Regions from separate parts of the Mus musculus genome. Here all the other regions are linked to region 3. A link is a contact called in public Hi-C and HiChIP or PLAC-seq data. All regions are on one chromosome and are shown on one strand. Each heading gives the region's core, a stretch centred on a gene start, on an enhancer-like site or on the middle of the called end of the contact. The rest is flanking DNA. Distances are from core to core; before and after follow the strand shown. Region 1 overlaps Gm35062 (a long non-coding RNA gene). Region 2 overlaps Msrb3 (methionine sulfoxide reductase B3). Region 3 has its middle 40 kb from the start of 1700006J14Rik.

Region 1 (3,590 bases), core at 341-2,840, 370 kb before region 3:
TAAGAAGTTCAGCCATTCCAGTCCATGCAGAAAAATACTCTCAAAGGAATATTTACAATGTGGATCTTATATTAAACATTTGGTTTTATATACTTAAATATTTATAAAGACATATGTGGAATAAATTTCAGCCTACAAACCGAAGTGAGCAAAACATATCAATTTCCCCTACTTCTTTAAATCAATGTAATTTTGTGACTCTCAGCCTTCATCCTTTTTTCAAAGATGGCAAAAATATTTACCTCCTGCTTGCGGACTCTCTCTTTCCCAGAATGTAGAATGTTTAATTGTAATGAAAACAGACAACTGGGAGGGGGGCTGTGCTCTTCAGTCTCTGGGTACACTGGGAAGCCCGTAGTTCTGCCCTGAATACTGGTGGTACCGTCTGAGGTTGGGGAACCTTTCAGAGAATATTTGCTAGGCACATCAACAATTTATCTCTTCTGAGGAGGGCCTGCTGTCTGAACACAGTCCTTGTGGCACCTCACACTAGCCTTCCTGCTCAGAAAAAAAAACAAAAACAAAAACAAAAAAACCCTTGACTTGCCTTAATGCTCTGTCTTGGCTGTTTTGAAATTCCAAACAAAAGACTCCATTTTGCCTCTGCCCTTGTAAACTGCCTCTGCCTGCAGTCTCCACCTCTGCCACCTCTCCTCCCTTCTTCAAGGGTCTTTGGTTCTCTGTTTCCATCTTATCAGGGAGAGGAGCCACTCTCTCCCACTGTCTATGCTCTAATGACTTTACTTGCCCGCCCTGGAGAATGGGCGTTTATCTCCTGAGTCAGGTCAAGAAGGGCAGCAGATGACGTCCGGGATGGGGACGTTGTGGTCTTCCGTTTTGCAGAGGTCTTGTCTTTGTTAGCTAACTTTGTTAACTCTGAGATTGGTTTCTGACGGTTTCGCCCGCTTGAAAGGAGATGCTGGGATTCGAATTCCAGCACCAATTGCTGCTACACCCAGAAAAAAAAAACAAGGTGAGAGCCAGAAAACACAGGTTGAGAGGGTGGTAGCAACAGTACACACCTTTAAGCCCAGCACTTGGGAGTCAGAAACAGGTGGATCTCGGTGAGTTGGAGGCCAGTCTCCAGAGTGAGTTTCAGGACAGCCAAGGCTACACAGAGAAACCCTGTCTTGAAAAAAGACAACAACAATTACAAAAAAACAAACTAACAAAAAACAAAAAGCAAAACAAACAAAAACAGACAACAAACAAAAAGCCAGACCAGACCAAACCAAACCACCCCCTTCTCCTACATAAAGCAACCGAACAGTAGAGACCTCAGTTGGATGTGACAGTAGACAGTCTCATACAGATCTCAGTTCAACCTGGGACACTTTAAACTGAAAAGAGATTCTGCTCCCAATACAGCAGTAAAATGTGAACTGGGGCCATTACAGGGTGGGGACAGATGCAAATGTAGGAGGGAGGGAGGACTTGAACCTATGTGGCCCCTACTGTTCTCACATTCATTAGGAGACTAGGTCAGCCTTCTTGACCATGAAACCTTTCCGCTGCGGTCTTGTTGATTTCGTTGGGGAAAGAACAGGCGGCAGGCTGGGCGGGCTGGGTTCGCGAGAAGGGAACCGCATTCGTGAGAGGTCCTGAATGCGCATTCCGCAGTTGCAATTGGCCAGCGCTCCAGGCATGAATGGGGAGAGTTTCATCTTCACGATTTACTGAAAACAGACGGTGAAGTTCGAGAAGCAAATGTGAAACGCTCATTCCGAAAGCCTTTTTATATACATGTTAAATCAGTGTGTGGGAAAGAGACCACAGAGATTGTTTAAACATTCGTACTGATGACACTCCGGCTCTAAAATATGCAGTTCCTTGTAGTTATAGGCAGAATTAATCACATATGGAGGAAGTCATCTTTTGAAACCGGATTAAAAGGAAATAGTTCATAACTCAGTGATATCAACATGCACGCCCCTCCCCCGCCCCCCGCCCAGGCCTGGGACACTCCTCTGCCTCCTTATCTCCCACTGTCTGAAGATGTTATTTTCTCACTTGGGGTGCCATGATCCAGCTATGTGACTCTGCAGAGAGAATCTGGATGTGGAGCCAGAATGGAAGAGATATCATTTAAGCCTGACTCAAGACCAGAATAATTAGGAGTCTCTTCCTGACCCTCGATTCTGCAGTTCAGCTGAGGTCTCTAGTCCTACTGTTAATAGGAAACATAGGAAGACAGGTCATCTCTACCCTTGAACTTCATCAGGAGAAGGCAGCAAGACATTTGGCTTAAAGAGTCTTCCCTCACCACTAGCATCCATCTTTAACTACATTACCCCAAGTGCTTGACAGGGACTTTTGTCAACCACAGGCAGTTAGGCAGCTTGGGAAAGAACCCTTATCTATGGCGCTCACTGGGGAAACCTATGGCAGTCACCTAAAGACAGTCTAAGTACTGGTCCAAGTCTCTCTCTCACTCACTCACTCCCCCTAAGACATCATGTGCTGTACAAAGTACTGGTAGGTGAACCCCATGTGTATCACCCACGGAAGTCATCTGGTTTTAAGGGAGCTGCTGTTTTTAAAAAGAGCAGTCCCACTAATACCCCCCCTCTCTCACCCCTCTCTTTTCCTTTCTTCCTTTCCTCTACCTCCTCCTCTTCTCCTCTTCTTCTTCTTCAAGATACACTGAGTTGAGAATATCCACGTTCATTTTGAAGTTCCTTCCCTTAAATGAGAGATTGTGTGTGTGGATGGGGGTGTGGGGTGTGTCTGGACTGAGACATGAGGCAATTCCGAAAATATGAATGAAAGAATATAAATATTTCTCCGGCCTCTGTAGTCTTCATTAAAGCACACCAGAGGAAGAGCCGGGCTGCCCTTCTATATTTAATTTGGACTCCAACCTCTTCAGCAGCATGATTAATTTTAGCTTATCATATGGAATGTCTGCCTACCTATAAATAAGTCTATTCATCTTTAGGAGGGCATAAATATGCCTCCTGTTTTACAGCCCCCCAAAAAAACCAAAACCCCAAAAAACAAAACCCTTTCATATCATTGTAATGAGATCTTTTTCCAGGACAATAGCTCAGCTCAGCCTCGGTTCCATTGTGCTTTCTTAACTTCCTGTTTGAAAAGTGTGTAAGTGAAAGTGTGTCTCCCCGGATGATTGTGAGCAGTGTTAGGTGATGGGATGTGAACCATGGATGAGAAAGGAGGACCTGGGCAGATCTCAAAGGAATAACTACAGAGAAATGGAGAAGAAGAACAGGGAGGAGGAAGAGATGGAGAAGGGAGAGGTGGAGGAGGAACAGGAGAAAGCAGAGGAAAGCAAGAGGGTTGGTAGTGTAAATCTAAGGTAGAAATGAAGGTGTTTAATTTTTAAGCTGTTCTCTCTGCTGTCCCCTAAAATGCTGGGAATGCTACCCACTGTCCTTGTTCATTAGCAAGCAGACTCTGCATTTCCTCATATCCCAGCGTTCCCTGGGCTCAGGTAAAGTCTATATGTCTGTCTACACAGAAAACGAATTTGCCTACACAAAACACCAAAGGGGATCGTGTTGTCAGTCGCCTTGAGGCAGACGATATTAAAAATCACTTTCAGGGGACTTGGCAGTGTGGCTCAATGGTAG
Region 2 (3,302 bases), core at 135-2,634, 500 kb before region 3:
TGTTTTAAAATTAAGAAATAAGTATGTTTTTCCCCCCTTCTGAGCGCTAAACTCTAAGCTCACCACCAACGAGGAACCAGAGGAAGGGAACGCGGCGTTTGCTCTTCCAAGTTTTCTATCATGCAAATTTTGGTTACGAATGAGAAAACATTGGGACAATGAAATGTACAGCTCTAAGAGGTTCAGCTTCTTTATTGTCCATCGGATGCAGCTGGGTTTAATGCTGTGCACAGATTGGCAAAGCAAGATCTTTGGCTGAAAACCAGCACCATATTAAATATGGTGATCAATGACTAGGGAAGCCCAGGATTTCAAAGGTTATCTAAGTGTGTGCGGACATATTTTGCATATATGCACATACATATATGCACTTAGGGTTTATTAAGTGAAGTAACCAGTTTATGAACAACATTTGTGGTTTGTATAGATGAGCGTCAGGCTGAGGTGAAAGGTAGGCTCTCACTACCATCATATAATTAAAAAAAAAAAAAAAAACCAAACAGCTGTTGAGCACACACTAAATTATCAACGAAGAAAATAACATAAAGGCTTGCTTATTATATATATATGTATATATGTAAAAGAAGCCAATGGACAACCTTCTGCTATATTTTAAATTTATGTGTGTGCACATGTGTGCATGTTTATGAATATGTGTGTGTGTGGTGTGTACATGCATGTGTATATGGAGGCTAGGGCGATAACCTTTGGTGGACTAAAGGCAGGTACCATCACGTCTGACTCTATTTCTCTGGCATAGAGCTCGTCAAGTAGGCTAGATTAATGTCCAGTAATTTCTTTTTTTTCTTTTTTTAAAAATTTATTTATTATATTTATATGAGTACACTGTAGCTGTCTCCAGACACACCAGAAGAGGGCATCAGATCGCATTACAGATGGTTGTGAGCCACCATGTGGTTGCTGGGATTTGAACTCAGGACCTTTGGAAGAGCAGTCAGTGCTCTTAACTGCTGAGCCATCTCTCCAGCCCCACGTGATGAGAGTAGTGAGCTGGCCTTCTTTCTAAAGAAGCTGGGAAGTTTCTGTGCTAGACGTGAGCTCCTAGTGCATGTCTCTTGCCTACGAGCTCGTGGAATTGGCCACTTTATTAAGAGAGTAAAACAGACTTCCTTTTATGTTCAGCACTAGCAAGAAGCTGTGCATTTCAGCCCACCACCCAAGCAGGAAGCTAGCCGATGCTGGAGGAAGCAGAGCATTGGGTTTAATGCAGTGATCAAACATGAAAGCCATATATCAAATCTCAGGCGAGACATGCTTTTGAAGGCAGAGAACTGCAGAGTATTTTGCATGATAGACTATATAAACAGAGCCCCGGAGGTCAGGGCGTGGATGCAAACCAGTTAAATAAGGAACTCTGGCTTTGCTCTCTGTCATCTGGAAGGGGGTGGGGTCGCGTGCTCACTCGCACAGAGCTGAGAGTGTGAACTTTGCTGGAGTGAAGCTTGGCACCTTTGGAAAATTCATTAACTCTTTCAGCCCACAAACCAAAACAATTTTTTACCTTAACAAAAGCTCCTAGAAAGCTAGAAATAAAATGGAAAACACGTGCTCTTTTGTCGGTTCTGAATATATGCCCCTTAGCAGAAGTGTCAAGGAAGGGGATGGGGCAAAGCTAGGTGGAGGAGCGGTTGAAAGGACTCAGGTCTTCAGTGAGGACGAAGACCATGGTGTCATTCACACCCTCGCAGAATAACCGCAGAAACACGCGTGGGTTTTATTCTCTTCTAAATTCTAAGTGTAATGCAAAGTCATAGTTTGAACTTACCAGTCAGCAACACAGTGGGATATTGTGATTTTTTTTTTTCTAGGATTCTGACGCTTACAAGTTAATTACTTGTCTGTGAAAGACTGCCTGTAGCTGTATGCTGTTGCTCAGGACATCTCAGGCAGTGTTTGGGCAAAGAGATGAAATACCAAGCTAAAAGGTATAGTTTCATGGCCAATAAGCATTCAAAGCAAAGTTTTCTAGAGGAAAGCGGATAAACTTAGGTTTTGTGCTCGTTGCTTCTGCCCTGCTTGGAGTAGCTCTCCTCAGGAAAACAGAACACAGCATCTCAAAGGTATAGGATTTCATGAAAGCAAATTATGGAGGATTAAGAAACCTAATGAGCACGGGCTAGTGTAGAGAGTAGAGGCGGGAGAGTTTGTTCTTTTAAATAAAGCCCGGGTGGAGAAGGTTAGGAGGTTCTAAACAACAGGATATAAAAAGGCAGGACCGAATATAATTATCCCGAAGGGTGGAGAAGAAAAAAAAAAATCCAAGGAATAAAAAGCATCCAGTGTCGCTGTTAGGCTCTTTAGTTAAAAGGGAGCTCCGCACCGTGGTAAGGAAATCAAAGAACAGACTGCGTTGATGCCCCAAAGCACGAAAGTGCAGAGCAGAATATGAGACGCTGAAAGCTGAGCAAGATGGAGAAGCTGAGCGAGGTGGAGAAGCTGAGCATATCAGAACTAGAGTTTTAAACTGACAGACAAGGCAATTTGCCCTTCTCAAGAAAATGTCAATAAGGAAAAATATCATCCACCCTTGCATGTCTAGGCTGACAACACATTATAGCCTTACCATTTTGTGATTTAAACTTCTTATTTTAATGACAACAAGGTTAAAAAAGAAAGAAAGAAAGCATGAATCTCTCTATGAGAGTATGGCAATCCATACCTGGACACCGTTCAATGGAAATAAGAAAAACACTGGCCATTGAACAGTTCGTTCATCCAACATGTATTTATTGGGCACGCTGTATGCCTGATGTTGGGGTAGGAGCTAGGAACACAGTAGACACAATTGCTTCTTACAGAACTTGGTTCATTATATGAATTCTCATTGGTTTCTCTCTGTGTTGAGCAGAGAAGGGCTAACCAAGGCTAACCTTAGCTCCAGACGGTGAGCTTGGGCTAACCAAGGCTAACCTTAGCTCCAGCTAACCAAGGCTAACCTTAGCTCCAGACGGTGAGCTTGGGCTAACCAAGGCTAACCTTAGCTCCAGATGGCGAGCTAAAGAAGCTCTTGCTGTCTAAGCATGAGCCGATATATTTTAGGTTTAGACAAATATGCTTCTCTTTGCATCGCTCAATCCATAAGTGACTCCTAACCAGCTCTTATGAGGTTAGTCCCCTGGTGCCAGTGCCCCAGGAAGCCGTGCTATGGTACAACTGTAGGCTGCCAAGAGATCAACGAGGACATGACACGGATGCGTGCTGGTAAATGCTGCCCTTCGCACTCCTGCGTTTGCTTGTTCAAGGCTGGGATGAGAGTCAGGTCTCCACTGTAACAAACTTAC
Region 3 (3,423 bases), core at 472-2,971:
GAATAAATGTACTTCAGGGACCCAATGTTTCAAAGTTCTTTTTTTTTTTTTTAACTGTTTTCTCAAGTGCATAATAAGATACACCATTTCCTCCAACATTTTTGGAAGTGGATTTTGGTTTGGAGTTTTTCCTCTGTTGACATTTGACTCATAAATATTTCTTACAATGCCTTTATTGTCCATTTCATCATGGCTCCTTCCTCATTCTCTTCTTCCCCTCCCCTTTCTCTCATTTCACAGTAGACATTTCTTACCATCAGTGGGCTCTGTTCTGCCTCACTGCTAAGTACAGGGTAGCTTAGGGCTTACACACAGACAGCAGCGTGACACAGCATTGAAGAAAGCCTGCTATACAACCTGATAAGTTGGAAGACATATGTTAAACACCCTACGGGGAGATTTTCTTTTTAAAGGGAAGCAAATTCCACCCATGGAACTAAGCAAATATCTCATTAATCTATGCCATCCAGGAAGCCTATGTATACAGCATTCTTTGCATGGAAAAGATTAGGTCACGTCACTTTCCAAAATGAAATTATTTTTCAAAAAATACAACCGGCATCGACATTTGAAGAAAAGGTAAATGGCCCATAAAATATTCACATTTATAAACTGATTGGAACTGTCGGCATTTGCTGTTTCTATGATCCTCATTGTCTGGAAAGTAGAGGAAACTCCTCTTTGATCTTGTCTGTGCAGACATCCTGTTGGGTGCTGTCCTCTTTTAGAGTTATGTTTTAGGGTACCAGGCAAAGCCTTCAGACACAAGTGTTGAGTAGGTGACAACTGGGCTAAAATTTGGTGACTATCTCACTGCACAAATGAGAGGTCTCAAAAAGGGTTAGCTTTTTCTAAACTAAACAGGGGCTCTCATCAACAACCTCTGGGAGTGAGAGGAATGAGCTCTGACCAGTCATAGGCAGTTTCATTGGCTCTGTGAGGAGGGCATATATAATTCATATTAGAAAACACCAGGCTTGCTTCTCAGGCTCTCAATTTGATTCTTGGCTGTATCATATTACTGGTTGTGTGTGTGTGTGTGTGTGTGTGTGTGTGTGTGTGTGTGTGTGTGTGTGAGAGAGAGAGAGAGAGAGAGAGAGAGAGAGAGAGAGAGAGTTAGTTCATGTGTTTACACATGTGTGTCTTCCTGTGTGTAGAGATTAGAGGTGGACAGGAGGTATTTTTGATCACTCTCTCTCTTAATTTTTTGGAGACAGGGCTTCTCCACATTCCACAGCAGTTTGGTAAACCCTATGAGCTGCAGGGATTTGCTATACTCCCCATGGCCATCCCATGTTGGAATTTCAGAGCTGCATACAACCTGAACTTAAGGCACTCTGTAGCCTTTTCCATAGGCGTTGGGGATCTGTATTATCTAGCAGACACTTTACCACCTGAGCCCTCTCTACCGCCCACAGGACTTCCTTTTGATAAACCCTACTGCTCTTCAAGCTTCAGATGAGGAAACTGTTGCTCATCAAGACTGTGCAACTTCCTCCAGACCATAGTTGGCGGTCTTAACCCACAACTATTTCGTCCGTCCCATAGAGGGGCTTTAAGCCACATCTGGTTCAATCTAAAGCAGAGTCCCTTGGCCGCCACTCACAATACCTGCCCCCGCTCAGAATTAGGCAGGGCCAGAGGACGATGGAGCCTAGAGTCAAAGGCAAAATGTCATCAAGAAGGAAGTTACACAACAGCTAAGGTGCCTGTGGCTGAGATCCACCCAACACCACTGGCACAGGAGGTCTGGTTAGCCAGGAAGGAAAGTGGAATGTCTACCGCCTGCCTCTTGGATCTGGGACACTGGCTCCTTTCCCAATGACAATGCCAAGTGAAAAAACAAGTAACAGCTACTCACCAGCCCCTCACTCCCACATGTTGACCGGGTTTAAGTATCGGGATTGTGTGAGCTAGCGGCTTCAACTAACAGAAGGAGGCAGGTCAAGAGGAATGAGTGTGGGGTATGACATTGAAGTGGGGGTTCAGGGGTTTATGACCTTGGAGGCCATGGAATTCACACAGCGTCACTCCAGGAAGATGATGGCTAGGAAAGGGACTGGGGTAGAAATCCGGGGCAGTCAATCACTTCACCTGCCCACGAGGGTCAGTGCAGGAACCAAAGGGCTTTCTTCCACAAAACACTCAGTCTCCTGAAAGAAACAGCGTAAACAGAGTCGGATTTGCCAACGACAGTTTCTCAATGTTTAAACTAGCCAGTAACACCTCGCAGATGGAGAAACTAATACTAGTAAAAGCTGGAGGCCTGTACTGTTCTCACTTGGAGAACCAGAGACAGAACAGATGTAAGCCCCGGCCTCTGGATTCCCAGACTGACATAGGAGCCACTCAAAGAACAAACCTTCAGCCTTTAAACCTGCGGAGACCTCTGACTGCTGTGTGGTCCCTGTCGGCCTCCACGCAGCATGACAGAGAGCGATTCCTTTCTTCTTACACACTCTGTGCTCTGATTAGCTGCAGGACCAGCTTCGCACAGCTCATCTTTTATCTGTTCATTCTACAAATACTACTTCTTCTTTTTATGTTTTTGTTTTTCAAGACAGGGTATTTCTGTATAGCCCTGGAGCTCACTCTGTAGACCAGGCTGGCCTCAAACTCAGAAATCCACCTGCCTCTGCCTCCCGAGTGCCAGGATTAAAGGCGTGTGCCACCACTCTCTACAAATACTTCTTAAGTGTCTAATATGTGTCAGGTACTGGTGTAGATGACGGGAAGAGAGTCTGTTCTGTAGGACTGAGGGTTGTAGACAGGCAGCAGAAAAAGACAAGAGGCCCATGAGTGTTGTTATAGAAAAATCAAGGAGGGTAAATGCTGTGGGTCCAGGGCTTACCATGTGACCAGCAAATACAAAGTCCTGGGTTCTATTTCCAGCAAAGTAATATATATATATATATATATATATATATATATATATACACACATACATATATGTGCGTGTATGTATGTGTGTATATATATATATATACACACACATATATATACACATGTATATATGTATATATAATTGTGTACATATATTTATATATATATTACATATTACACATTACATATTATACATTATACATTGCACATTACATACCATATATTATATATGTAAAATCAAATATACAGTTAACTATATAATCATATATTATATATTAAATTATATAATATGTTTGTATATTATATATAATTAATATAATAATTAACATTTAACATGTAAATATATGTGTTAATATATAAATATATTTTATGTGTTAATATATACTAATGTTAATATAATGTTAATACATATGTAATAAATGTTAACATAAATATATATGTTAATATGTATATATGATATGTTAAAGTATATAAAAATTAATGGAAATATTATATATTAAGTATATTTATATGTATATACACACATAAACATATATATGT

The links. Hi-C and Micro-C count contacts between places; a contact is called where the count stands out from the background. HiChIP or PLAC-seq counts read pairs in DNA pulled down with a chosen protein or histone mark.
Region 1: an H3K4me3 HiChIP or PLAC-seq map of bone marrow-derived macrophages shows a contact between it and region 3, with 5 times the contacts expected there. The contact joins two enhancer-like sites. A contact is called at or near these places in 1 of 15 datasets of contacts at CTCF or cohesin (the NIH/3T3 cell line), 11 of 484 Hi-C or Micro-C datasets (B cells, ECoMG myeloid progenitors, bone marrow-derived DN2 thymocytes and 8 more), 8 of 115 datasets of contacts at active chromatin or transcription factors (acute myeloid leukemia, bone marrow-derived macrophages, embryonic basal ganglia and 2 more) and 1 of 9 other capture datasets (embryonic stem cells).
Region 2: a Hi-C map of bone marrow-derived macrophages shows a contact between it and region 3, with 14 read pairs. The contact joins two enhancer-like sites. A contact is called at or near these places in 1 of 484 Hi-C or Micro-C datasets (bone marrow-derived macrophages) and 2 of 115 datasets of contacts at active chromatin or transcription factors (both in embryonic stem cells).

Annotation. Positions count from the first base shown.
Region 1 is chr10:120,692,686-120,696,275 of GRCm38.p6, reverse strand. It overlaps Gm35062 (a long non-coding RNA gene), which reads right to left. Exons shown (of 3, transcript XR_872122.1): 2 at 1,465-1,676; 3 at 1,097-1,125. Among named protein-coding and RNA genes, the nearest start is that of Gm35062, 6.1 kb to the right of the region's middle. Within about 2 kb of position 1,590, at least 25 of the 459 cell types and tissues checked have an H3K27ac peak or open chromatin away from gene starts, as enhancers often do. A contact at or near this core is called in bone marrow-derived macrophages, where this site is marked.
Region 2 is chr10:120,820,028-120,823,329 of GRCm38.p6, reverse strand. All of the region lies in intron 5 of Msrb3 (methionine sulfoxide reductase B3), which reads left to right. Among named protein-coding and RNA genes, the nearest start is that of Gm15910, 36 kb to the left of the region's middle. Within about 2 kb of position 1,384, at least 18 of the 459 cell types and tissues checked have an H3K27ac peak or open chromatin away from gene starts, as enhancers often do. A contact at or near this core is called in bone marrow-derived macrophages, where this site is marked.
Region 3 is chr10:120,322,074-120,325,496 of GRCm38.p6, reverse strand. No RefSeq gene overlaps it. Among named protein-coding and RNA genes, the nearest start is that of 1700006J14Rik, 40 kb to the left of the region's middle. Within about 2 kb of position 1,721, at least 37 of the 459 cell types and tissues checked have an H3K27ac peak or open chromatin away from gene starts, as enhancers often do. A contact at or near this core is called in bone marrow-derived macrophages, where this site is marked.